Regions from separate parts of the Mus musculus genome. Here region 2 is linked to region 1. A link is a contact called in public Hi-C data. All regions are on one chromosome and are shown on one strand. Each heading gives the region's core, a stretch centred on a gene start, on an enhancer-like site or on the middle of the called end of the contact. The rest is flanking DNA. Distances are from core to core; before and after follow the strand shown.

Evidence for each region. Hi-C and Micro-C count contacts between places; a contact is called where the count stands out from the background.
Region 2: a contact with region 1 is called in a Hi-C map of CD8 T cells, with 4 times the contacts expected there. The contact joins two enhancer-like sites. A contact is called at or near these places in 2 of 39 promoter capture datasets (hippocampal neurons and liver), 1 of 484 Hi-C or Micro-C datasets (CD8 T cells) and 3 of 115 datasets of contacts at active chromatin or transcription factors (CD8 T cells and astrocytes).

The regions. Positions count from the first base shown.
Region 1 is chr3:115,855,665-115,862,028 of GRCm38.p6, forward strand. No RefSeq gene overlaps it. Among named protein-coding and RNA genes, the nearest start is that of A930005H10Rik, 29 kb to the right of the region's middle. Within about 2 kb of position 3,292, at least 27 of the 459 cell types and tissues checked have an H3K27ac peak or open chromatin away from gene starts, as enhancers often do. A contact at or near this core is called in CD8 T cells, where this site is marked.
Region 2 is chr3:115,968,609-115,974,972 of GRCm38.p6, forward strand. The region is part of intron 8 of Slc30a7 (solute carrier family 30 (zinc transporter), member 7); the gene reads right to left. Among named protein-coding and RNA genes, the nearest start is that of Mir669n, 8.1 kb to the right of the region's middle. Within about 2 kb of position 3,438, at least 23 of the 459 cell types and tissues checked have an H3K27ac peak or open chromatin away from gene starts, as enhancers often do. A contact at or near this core is called in CD8 T cells, where this site is marked.

The sequences.
Region 1 (6,364 bases), core at 2,042-4,541:
CAAAAAAATGTTCGCTCCCCAATCCAAAGCAGCTACAGATGAAAGCGGCTGTCCTCGGCGAAGGAAGTTCAAAGACCCATGGAGAAAGAGAAAGGAGGTAGCAGTCAGATGAGGAGAGCAACCGAGGGCAAGAAGAAGCTTGGCAGCTCTCCTCCGCACAGAAGTCTAAAGCAGAAAACGTATTTGGGGACAGATGGACTGACGGCAGCTATGGACAAAGTGATGCCCTGAGTGGTTTCCAAGTGGCTCAACAACTGACTGTTATATTTTAACAAAGACTTGAAAATGGACAACATTCCCAGGGCAAGAAAGATTTCTAAACATTTTCTTCTGAATTTGTAATGGTTGCTTTTTTTATTTTTTATTTTTGGCTCCTATCATTTATTCATTCATGTTTCTGAATACAGCTTGAAATAAAAAGTCTACTGATACTTATGAATGAATTTCCTTTGCTTTTATTACCTAATGGTTATCAAGAAATTGCAGGCAAGGATTTTTGAAATCTGACTTCAGTACAAATTGAGAGTAACTAGCATCTGTCTTTAACTACCAGGCTGTTTCATTATATATCAAAAGGCATCATGAAGTTATTATAAAAAGGATTGTAATTAAAACTGCAACTAATTTGGGGTGAAAAACTTGAAGTAAAAATAAGAATAACTTATTGACACTTCAGAGTACATTTTAAAAACATAATTCAAGATATGCAATGCTGTCTAGGCTTTTAGATCTATTTTATTCATGCTAATTTAATATTTATCATTTAAAACTCATATGTAAATCCTACATTGCTGGATTCCAACACCAGCCAAAAATCTCAATGGAGTGGCCAGCTTCTGGAATGCAGCTTGTTTGAATGCATGTGCAAGCTCATTTGTCAGCGGGTATGCTCAGCTACTGTCCCAGCTTCCTCAGAAAAGTATCCTTATGAGTAAGGACGACTGTGAAACGGGACCTAAAAATGTTTACTCAGAGTAGAAACTTGGTAAAGGTGACTGCAGCACACTGAACATCTTTACAGACTGCCTGCCCAGTCTAGGAGCCTTTTCTTTTAGTCAACACTTTCCCACCGTGAGAAGGAGCTCTCATTAACGACCAAATTGTTTTCAGAGGCTGTGGGGTAAGGAGTTTCCTTAGAAACCATTTGGTAAGAACTGTGGCTTTCTTCCTTAGAAATCTCGAGCCCTGAAAAGGCAGATTTGCTGGCATAAATCAAACCCAATTTCTAGGGTTCACTAAACCCTTTCTCCTCAAAATAGGGTTTTGTGACTTGATCTTAGCTGTTAATAGTACACGCTGCAAGCTGGTGTGAACCAGTTTTAAGTGAATTTTGTCCAATTTCGTTTGTCATTCAGTGCAAATCACTTCCAGGGTTTGTTGTACCTGATGAAGGCTGACATGTAACAACGAGTGAGAAAGATACTCCATTTTTGCTGGGTGTCAAAATCTGTAATTTTCTTTTTTTCTACCAAGTTTACTCAAGCGGATCTTTGTATCATTAGGACAGTGCCAATCTACACTGATTTCAGAGTTCTTGCTTGTAAACATACTAGTTGAATGAGCTTGGAAAATAGACATTTCTGTGTTTTAAAAAATGTAGTTGTTTCACAAATCTGGACGGAAATCGTTTTGCTACTACGGCTTCACATCGTTGTCCAGTTTGCACGAGCTCTCTTGCACTTGTCAATAGTGTGACCTATCTCCTGAACAAACCTTATGCCCATTTCACTCTATGCAACATCCCATTCATTCATTCATTCAATACAATTTTACTGAGCATCAATTATTCTGAATATAATGAATAATTATTAATTATTCATTAATAGTTTTCTGTACTAGATCCAGGAAAGAAGATGAGCCGTCTCCCGTCCTAATGGGGCTGATGGTCAAACATGAATTCTTGCTCCGTTCTGACATCCTCAGACAGAAGCAGCACCATTCTCACAGTTGCCATCTGTCATCCGTCCAACTGCCCATCAAGTACACACCGGGCAGCTGCTACATCACCCCCTACCTATGTCTAAATCTCAGTCCCTTGACTGACATGAATTCGGAAGTAATCGCACATCTGTCAGTACTTTCCATGGGTCCTGGAATGTAACAGGCACAAAGTAGATGTTTGTTGGATTTGAGATTGAACGGCTAATAGAACGGGTGCTCTGACACCGGAGTCAGAGCAATAATACACCAAAGTCTTAGGAAAATACCAGCGGTCTTTTACTGAAACTTTCTGCCAAACACTTTAGAGAGGTGAAAGTCAGAAACCCCGAGAAACTGTCGAGCTGTTCTAAGAACTCTAGCGACCACAGACCCCGTCGCATCACTAGGCAACTCTTCCTTTCCTAAAACCGAACTATTGGTAATCTTACAGAATCATCTCCACTCAGAATATAATTCAGGGTAGAGACCGTTCTCCTTAGTTGGTTAAGAGGGGGCACTGTGGCATTTTGTTTCAGGGCTCCTTGAATTTTAGGAGGGAGTCTTTGCTTCTGAAGTCATTTCATTGGACACAAATTTCAAAATCTCTACCGTAGCCTAAGGCCCTGCACACTTGGCCGCCTTGCCCTCACCTCTCTTGTTTTATCCCTCACTACTCCTGCTTTTCTCCTGTCCCTGCCCCCTCCATCCCCATCCCCATTATCTATGCTGGTGTGCTTCAGAGCTTTGCCTTAGGATGCTGGCTCTATCGCTGCTGCTTCGTCTCCTCTCAAGGTTCATCCCTTCCAGTCACCCAGTCTTCTGCCCCAGTGTTATCCCCTGTACACATGTTTTCTCATCCATTAATTTATTCACTCACTTTACATGCTGATCTCAACCCCCTCCTCCTAGTCCCTCCTCAGACAGACTCCCCCCCCCCCACAATACCTCCTCTTCTCTCTCCTCTGAAAAGGACCCCCTGGATATCACCCCACCCTGGCACATCAAGTCACTGCAGGAGGCCAGACAAGGTAGCCAGCCCAATTAGGGGAACAGGATCCACAGACAGGCAACAGATTCGGGGGCAGTCCCTCTCCAGTTGTTGGGGGACTCACATGAATACCACATTGCATATCTGCTTCATGTGCGTGGGGGGGGAGGGGTCCTAGGTCTGAGAGGACTAAGTTAGCTAGAGCAGAGGTGACTCCACGACAGGCGGCAAACTGGCAATTTTGGAGGCTAGGCCTAAGTTTCTGTTTCCCAGAAATGAGAATCGGAATCCAAGAATCCATAGTCAGCCAACCACAGCAGTGTGCAGCCAATCCAAGGGCACCTTTTCATCTGGCCTGAAGTAAGAATAGGTAGCTAGAATGAGTAAACCACCCCCTGGGAAGTCTCCTGAGCCCAACCAGTTATAAAATCAGTCAAACCCTTAGGGATAGTGCTAACCAATCAAGGCAAAAGGGCACACGCCCCTCCCTGGAATTCCCCTGACAATAAAAGCTGGGCCTGCTAGTCCACCAAGGCTCTCAATTCCCAAGTGGGGAAACCCACACATGCATGCAGGAAATTCTGCTGAATAAACTCTTTGCTTTTGCATACTATTTGAGTTTGGGGTATTATTCTCCTATGATCTCGAACCCTAACAGGTCCAGCCCACGCATACTCCCTAGTTGGTGGCTCAATCTCTGGGAGCCCCCAAGGTCCAGGTTAGTTGACTCTGTTGGTCTTCTTATGGAGTCCCTACCCTCTTCAGATTCCTCAATCCTTCCCCCAACTCTTCCACAAGACTTCCTGAGCTCTGTCTAATGTTTGGTTGTGGGACTCTGGATCTGTTTTGGTCAGCTGCTGGGTGGAGGCTCTCAGAGGACAGTTATGCTAGGCTCCTGTCTGCAAGCATAACAGAGTATCATTAATAGTGTCAGGGATTGGTTAACAATCTGGTATACAGAAGTGAAGTGCAGGGAATTGTCTGGTTGCAAAGTGGTCTCCATAGATTAAATTGTAAGATTGTTATCTTAGCTGTTAGATATCTTAATTTCTTAGTTAAAATGTGATTAATATGTAAATATTTTGCGTATTTATTATTTATTTAGTGTGTCTATATGAGGGAAGAGAGGCATGTGTGTCCTTTGACTGATGAAAGTCAGAGGACAATGTGCAGTGGCCACTTCTCTCCTCCCACCTTATGGGTCCCAGGGATTAAACTCAGTGGCCAGGCATGATGGCAAGTACCTTTGCCTTGCTGAACTATCTCACTGACCTTACTTAATTTTACCTAAACAAATTACTATACCACAAGTCTTCCCCTCACAAACCACTCATATGTATACACACTTATGTGGTGGCACATGCCTTTAATCCCAGGATTTGGGATTAAACTCTGTCTCGAAAAAACAAACAACAACAACAACAACAACAACAACAAAAAGATCTGGGTTTGTGACTGCTATTCTTTTTTTCTTGAAAGAGCGTCTCTCTATTATTAGTCCTGGTGCTTGCTATGTAGAGCAGGCTGGCCTCAAACTCACAGAGATCCTTGTGCCTATACTTCCCAAGTGCTGGGATTAAAGGCATGTATCATGCCTGCTAACCTCCTTTCTTTTCTTTTTCTTTTTTCTTTTTTTTTTTTTTTTTTTTTTTTTGGTTTTTTGAGACAGGGTTTCTCTGTGTAGTCCTGGCTGTCCTGGAACTCACTCTGTAGACCAGGCTGGCCTCGAACTCAGAAATCTGCCTGCCTTTGCCTCCCAAGTGCTGGGATTAAAGGCGTGCATCACCACCACCTGGCTTGTGTCAACTTGACTACATCTGGAGTTAACTAAAATCCCAAAATGGAGAACACACCTGGGAAGTATTTTTGCTTCATTTAAAGTACAGAGACCCACTTCTAATCTGACTCTCTGAGGTAGGAAGACACACCTTTAATCCAGATCTTTCTGAGCTGAGAGAAGACATGCCTCTTGAGGCTGGAAGCCGATGGGGCATGGAAGGAGGTAGGATTTGCTCTTTGCCTGCTTATTCTCACTCTTGCTAGCAAGTCCATTCCTTCTCTGGCATTAGAGCCTACTTCTTCAGGATCCCAGTACATACTGAAGTCTAGCCTAGTGGGCTCAGCAACTTCTGACTCTTAGATTCAGATTCTTATTTCCTGTTATAGCTAGCTACTGTTGTATTAGCTGTAAGTCATTCTAAAAGATACCCTTTATATACATACATACATACATACATACATACATACATACATACATATGCAAAGTAACTTTTATTTGCCAGATGTAATTGTCATCTCAGAGGCTTACTGCTAGATGAGCTCAGTCTTTCTAGTTCTTTCTGAACTCTGGCTGGCTGACTCAACTCAGCTGTTCTGGCTCAAACTCCTCTCCAAGCTGACCTGCATTGCACAACCTGCATAAACTGAACAGAACTCAGGAACAAACTCAGCTGCACTGCACTGATTGCACTGCATGAACGGGTTCACCTCTCTCTCTCTCTCTCTCTCTCTCTCTCTCTCTCTGTGTGTGTGTGTGTGTGTGTGTGTGTGTGTGTGTGTGTGTGTGTGTCTGCACTGCTCTTAAGTATACTCTCCTTCCTGTCTGTTCTCCTGAGAGTTGGGCATATCCTACCTCTGACTCATTCTGTCAAATCTTTCTCTGACTCATCACTCTGTCTACCCATCAATTAGAAATCACTTTCAAATGTGGCTGCTTCCTTCCACAAATTAACTTTACCTTCATAGATTGGGGATTAAAGGTGTGTACTAAGGGCATGTTTGTATTGCAGCCAGAGGGATTAAAGGTGTGTCATGTGTCTGCATTCCAGCCAGATCTCACAGTCTTTGGATGTGATCCCTTGCCAGAGCAGCCATGTTGCTGGATTCAAACTCATATACTTACATACATACATAATACATAAATATACACACATAGACAGACAGACATTTACTCTATAAGTTCTGTTACTCCAGAAAATCCTGACTAATTGACCAATTCAGGGCTAAAGCACACTTCTTGGCTTTGAACCTTGTGAACCTTTCATTCCAGGTTTTATGGTTTAGGTACAAAGTGTCACCCCACACTCACACCCCATCCCTAGCCTCAACTTAAAAGTTTCACCTGCTACAGGCATCATATCCCAAATGGTGAGATGATGATGATGATGATGATGATGATGATGATGATATTGAAAGGTGACTGGACTGTTACCTTAACAATGATGCTCTCATGCTTTCTCTCTCTCGTTTTTTTATTAAATGTATTTATTTACTTTGCATCCAAATATCAATCCCGCTCTCCTTCCAGTAACCTTCACGCAGTTCCACCCTCCGCTTCTCCTTTGTGAAGAGGGAGCCCCCTCTTGGTGTTAGCCCTCCACACTAACCACCACTACCACCCAACCACCCAACTTGCTGTGGGAATAGTCACATCCCCTCCCACTGAGGCCAGTTTAG
Region 2 (6,364 bases), core at 2,188-4,687, 110 kb after region 1:
GACTACAGATCTGAGGCCTCCAGGGATGGATTTGCCCATCATTTCTGGTGGTTTTGACAAACACTGGTGCCATTCTGTTGATTTATTTTAAGGAACCAGAATCGCACCACTGTGTAACAAGAAAACATCTGGAGACAATGCACACCCTGCACAAGGACACTCAGTGGACGACAGAAAGCAGCACGAGACCCCGAGGAAGCGCTTGGGACCTGCGCTTTTCTGCTCTCTCACCCAGTCAGCCAGTCATCAGCCACTGGTCTGCACTGACGAACCCTAGCTCTTTTCTAAGTGTGGGGCTGGACATTTAGAAAACAGAAGAGAAAGGAAAAAATGAGTCACATACCTTAAAGTGACCCTTAGTGAGTCACTCAGATATATAATCCCCCATTCTCAAGTGTGTGGGAAACCCGTGGCTCACTTCAATGCAATGGAGTACAACTAAGGCAAAGTGAATTTAAGATGTATTTTGAGGTACAAATGAGTTGATTTTTAGTTCATCAAGGAAAAAACCCTGGCGATGCCTGACTTGATCAGAGCCAAGCCCTTAAGAGTGGGTCTAAAGTATTGGTTGAGGCCAAATACTCCTCTGCGATTCTGAAGAAGCAAGCCACCATGAGCTAACAGCTGCATGCTCAGGATTTCTGCTGACAACCACATAAGTTTGCAAGATGACCCTGAGCCTCAGAGGAGGCTGTAGCCCCAGCCAACACATTAGTTACAGCTTTGTGAGGCCTGAGCAGAGAAGGCAGCTGGGCTCTGCCCAGAATACTGATCATGGAAACTGTGAGGTAACCATCCAGCCTGGGACAATCTGTGTAGTCAGCCATTCCCCACAGCCCCCTTCCTATTTCACGTGTAAGGCTTCAGCCACTTCACAAAGAGAGATCCCATTCATCCCAAACAAGACTGCAGAGAGCTATGCCAGGATTTCACATCTTTGGGGTAGGAAAAAGGGAAAATATGAAATAGTGGCATCTTATAAGCCTTTAAATAAAAGCAACGAAAGTAAGGTACAGTTTTATGCTTTCTTTTTTTTTTTTTAAGATGTATTTATTTATGTGAGTACACTGTTGCTGTCTTCAGATAGACCAGAAGGGGGGGTGGATCCCATTACAGATGGTTGTGAGCCACCATGTGGTTGCTGGGAACTGAACTCAGGTCCATCTGTAAGAGTAGGCTTCCTTTATAATGACTCATGGATGAACAGTGGTCAGAAACAAGGAACTCTACAGTAGGGTTGTCTGGATTTGGATATATGGATATACATTTATATTTCATTAATGACCTCTCCTCCTTTATCTGACAGATCCTGACAAAAAATGCATGGCTCTTGAGGGAAGAGTGAGACTTCTGTTAAAGTAACAGTAAAACTCTACTTCTTGCAATGTTACTTACACACAGAGCTTTTGCAAGCTTCTATTGTAAAGACTCGACTCTCTCATCTCTGCAGGTCAGAGATGGCTGCCCTCATTTAAACTGTAATGTCAGAGTTGTTGTTATTTAGTAATCTTTGCCCTCTGGTTCTGAAAACTCACTCTACTTCTTAAAGCAATCTACAGTGTGTCAATTCTTATTTTCCATTATTAGCCTTGGCTCATAGCATGCTGGAAGTATATCCTGTGTCAACAATCCGTAAAAAGGCATTTAATCACATAATCATGAAACTTAAAAAGCAACAACAACAACAACAAGATCCACATTCATGGATGAGAGCAGAACCATAATTCGAGCCATCCAAGCCTCAGTCTGGGTCTCCAGAACCCAAAACACTACTGTGAACCAAGTCCACGGTGTCAGGCTGAGGGCGGGAGTCCTGCTGTGCTGACGGGCCTATCTACTGACTCCTGCTACATCCAGCACCACTGTTTTAGAAAATGGGGATGATAAATTCAGAGGTGTAAGTAGTTAGGAACAGGGGGGCTTCAGAAGTCTGGGCTTCCGAGACTCCTCAGGGCCGACAGGAAACAGGACGAAGGGGACCATAGATTAGGATACTGTGATTAAAGGCGCATGAAGGCAACCAAGTGCTTTTCCCATAAATAAAGAGCTAAAGTTTTATGCACAGGAACTATGATGGAAAACAACCACAGCCTGAAAACCAGGCAAGAGGCCGATAACAGCATTTTGATCCTAAGCGATTTATTCTGGAAGCATCAATAAGGTACTCATAGGTTTAAAAACTTTCTGAAATGTCTACTTAAAAAAATCAGCAGATCAACACTTACCTTGTTATGTGAGTCAACTTTCCATACTATTACAAATACACCGAGCTACCAAACTATAAAGAGAAATGGTTTCTCTGGCTCAGTTGTCACAGGCAGTCATTATTTTCAGGCCCATGGCAGGGCACTTCATGACAGACTAGGAATGACAGTGCAGATTCACTTCATAGAGCCAACAAGCAAACACAAGAGAAGGGGCCAGAGTCTCACTACTTCCTTCGGGGACATACCCCAGTGACCTGAGGACCTTCACCAGGCTGTACCTGGTTCCACCATCTCCCAATTGTGCTCCAATCAAGACCAAGCCTTTACTACACGGGCCTTTCTCCGGGTGACACTTCAGGTCCAGGGCACTTTTTTTTTTCATGTTGTGTATGTGTGTGTGCATGGGTGTGTAGGTATGCAGCTCTATCCATGTGACACCTGACTTTAGGACAGAAGAAACAATACGATGTGTCTGTTGCTGAAAGGGAAACGGATTACTGAGACGCTCACATGGGAAGACCGCACCGCACCGCACAGCACTCGTCTCTTCAGTCTGAATCAGTTTACATCCGTGGCCCAGTACTTCCCTCAGCAGAGAACAAGCCCTTAAAGAGGAGGCAAAGTGACTGACTCCGAACCTACAAACTGCTTGTGTCTTCAGGTACTAATCAGCTGTTTGAAAAACAACATTTCCCCCAGGAAAAACTGCAAGAGGAGTGGGCTCCAGGTGGACTTGTGACATTCACACAGCGTTAACTTCTGACGGTAAGCAACGGCATCAAAGCCACCAATGTTCTTTAAGGGAAACTTAGTGAGCGTCAAGTGAAAACAAACCTCACTCCCGTTCTGTGATCCTAAGAACCAAAACCCCATCTGCCCTCCCTGGCTAGGAAACAACCGTGTCCTCAAGCAGCTAACGCATACTTAACATTGCATACACTAACCATTGAGGGGTATTTATGACCCGTCTCTGTCTCTCCCTCCTGTGTGCATGCATGTGTGTGTGTGCGTGTGTGTGTGCGTGTGTGTGTGTGTGTGTGCGTGTGTGTGTGTGTGTGTGTGTGTGTGTAAGGGAAAATGGGTAAGATTGGAGTTTGCTGAAGTAACCAATTTCTATGGTTTATAGACAAAGGCAAAAACTGACTGAATTAGTGTTCTGTCCTTAGAGTGTAAAAGGTGATCCAGTAAAACCACTGCACGCTTGTTCCACGGTAGCATTACGTCATAGACTCTGTTCTGTCAGCGTTCTCGAGTCAATGCTATTGAATTCTTTCAATATTTGTAGAGATCCTCTCTGCCTGCATCTCCTAACTCAGGTTCTTCATAGGAACCACTAAACACACATGACCAGAGTGAGGGCCTCTTAGCTCCTCGAGGACAGCACAGGCCCAGCACTTTCTAGATGCACCGGTGAGAAATGCTTAGTACCTGTAAATAGGTGCCTTGTGTGCCCCAGAAAGCTAGTTAGAAAATGGTGTTAAATTGACCAGTCACTGTAACTCTGGGGCAACAGTGTCCAATTCGTTCAGTCTCACAAACTGAAAACGTATACAAGCAGGAGATAAAATTCTGAGAGATTGTTTTCTTGTGCCTCACACGGCCCAAAGAATAGTAAACGTAGCCACTTGAAAGGCAAACCACAACGGAAATTGTTAGGGAACGCCTAAAAACATTTCTGAAAAAGATAAAATGCCTACAATCTCTTATATATGACTATATGGAGATAGAGTAGTTTCCTATGTGTGATTTTTGGTCATTATAAAGCACAAATAATTGGAATCAATTATAGTTTGCCAAAGTTGGCGTCCTGGTCAAATCATGAACATCTGAAGAGTGACTTGTCAGTCGCTTTATAGAATGCCACCTGCAGAGCTTGTTTTCGTCATGCATGGCCTTCTAGCTCTTACCTCTAATCACACCCGGTGCTTGTCATTGCTCAACCCTCTAAATCTGCCTTGAAAATGAGTATTTCCCTCAGTATGATAAAAAATAAATGTATTATTTAAAACTTCTTATACAAAACAGGAGGACATTCTTTTATGTACATCTACATGACTGTTTTTGTTTTTCATAAGTACAAAATACAAGAAGGATGAGGACTGGAAGACTTCACAAACAGATAATAGTAATAAAGAAGTCTAGGAGGCTTCAGAAGCTGCCTGAGACAACGCGCACTGCTGTGTCCTCCCGGGTCCTCCCACCGAGCGTGGCGCTGGCTCCCTTTTATTCAAGTGGTGAACACAATCGCACTAAGTCAATGGGATCATTTAGAGCTTGCAGTGACACATCCAATTTCCTCCGCTTTCTACTTCCTTCCAATGCCAGCTTTCTCGTGGGAGGAGAAGGGGGCGACCCACTGTAAACTGCACCCGAGATCCATTTCCGGGAACTAATATTCTCTCTCTGCAGCTTCCACTCCGGCTCCTCACTGAGAAACAAAAGTCACCACAGTACAAACCAGTGTTGCCCAGAAATTCTCACTCCCCATTGCTTGGGGCCAGAAAATGTTGGGAGAAAACCAACTGTGGGAAGTGACCTCCACTGTCAAAGGGAAAACTGAGTCTGTCTAGATGAGAAAGGACAGAGCAGGTTTCCACAACACACTTTACCTGGACAATACGGCACAGAAAACATGGAGAGATTGGAAAGAAAAATGCTTTTTAGTTTTTCTTGCTGTATAACCCAGGCTGGTCTCAGAGTGGAAGTCTGCTCCCTCAGCCTCCCAGGTGCTAGGACCATGGCGCCTGTCACCATGCCCAGAGTCTACAGGCTCAATAATATACCAGAAGGTCAGTCTTGTGAGTGGAGTGGAACCCCATCTATGCCCCTACTGATGAGCATGGCGTTCCTTATAAAAGCACAGGTTTTACAGGAAAGGCAATACTGAGTTGGTACTTGAGATAAGGTTTAAGATTTCTCAGGTAGACTTATGGGAGATGGGGGCAGGGGGCTGGCTCCTCACTTTTCTTTCTACTTTTACCTCACTGTTCACTCCAATGCACACACACCTCCCAACCGTTTGAGTATCAGAGGCACATTCTTGGTCAATGAAGAGCTGAGCACTTGGCCTTTTTTGATCTGCCACCTCTATCGCTTTCTCTCTTTACTCCTGGTTTAGGTATCCATGTAGAGCACCCATCCTTTAGTCACTATACAATGCTCTTTTCTTCCACCTCACTGATTATAACTCAGACCTTAGATGTCAATTTTAAGCATATCACATCTATTTTTATTTTATGTGTATGAGTGCCCTACCTGCATACCTGCATGTAAGCACCTGAGTGTGTGTGTGTGTGTGTGTGTGTGTGTGTGTGTGTGCGCACGCGCATGTGTGTGCAGAGTATAATTTGTGCTGGCTAACAACTCCTAAGCAGGGGGCTCATCAGTTAATTTCCCTCTCTTATAATCCCTGCCTTGCTCCCTGTCACAGTAGCACTCATCTGGCAAGACTGCACATCTAGTAAACCCAATTCTTTTTACCACTGTATAACATTTACCAAGCAGCTAAGCAAGACACGAGGAAACACACACCCATATTAGTTGTTTTTATACTAAACTCATGACCACAAACCTCAAAGTGGGTCCTGGGTGCTGCCCGGCAATCATGCTTTCCACTTTACAGTGAAAGGCTCTGAAGGGGGTTGACTGCGGCTCTGCCCCCTCCCCCGACTGTCTCTCGATGCTCTTTGACCAGGTTTTCCTTCTCACCACCCTCCCCAGTGTCTGCTGTAAGTGACCAATCATCGAAGAGCATTTGCTGGGTTGTTCATTCCTTCCTGTTGGAGAGCTTTCTTTGGAGGGCCTCAAGTGTGTTCATGGCTCTCCTGTCTTGCTGCACCGTGCTGTGCGTGTCCTATTATCTCCTCTGATACCTATATGCTTTACTGACTCCCCAGTGGGGGTAAGGGATTGGCTATGTGATCAACCCAGCCCAGTAGGTACCACAGGGTTTGCTGAATGAATGACCTTCAGATACACTGTAGTTATTCACTGTCTCAAAGAGGTAAGATTTTAATAGCTGCATCATACATTTCAATAACTAATTGTATTATAATCAGATTGCCTCCATTTCTCAATATGTCAAGTATACGGAAACTAAAGGGTTTTGGGAATTGAACAGTAGGTCATAAGAATAAAAAGGAGTTGCACTTATGATA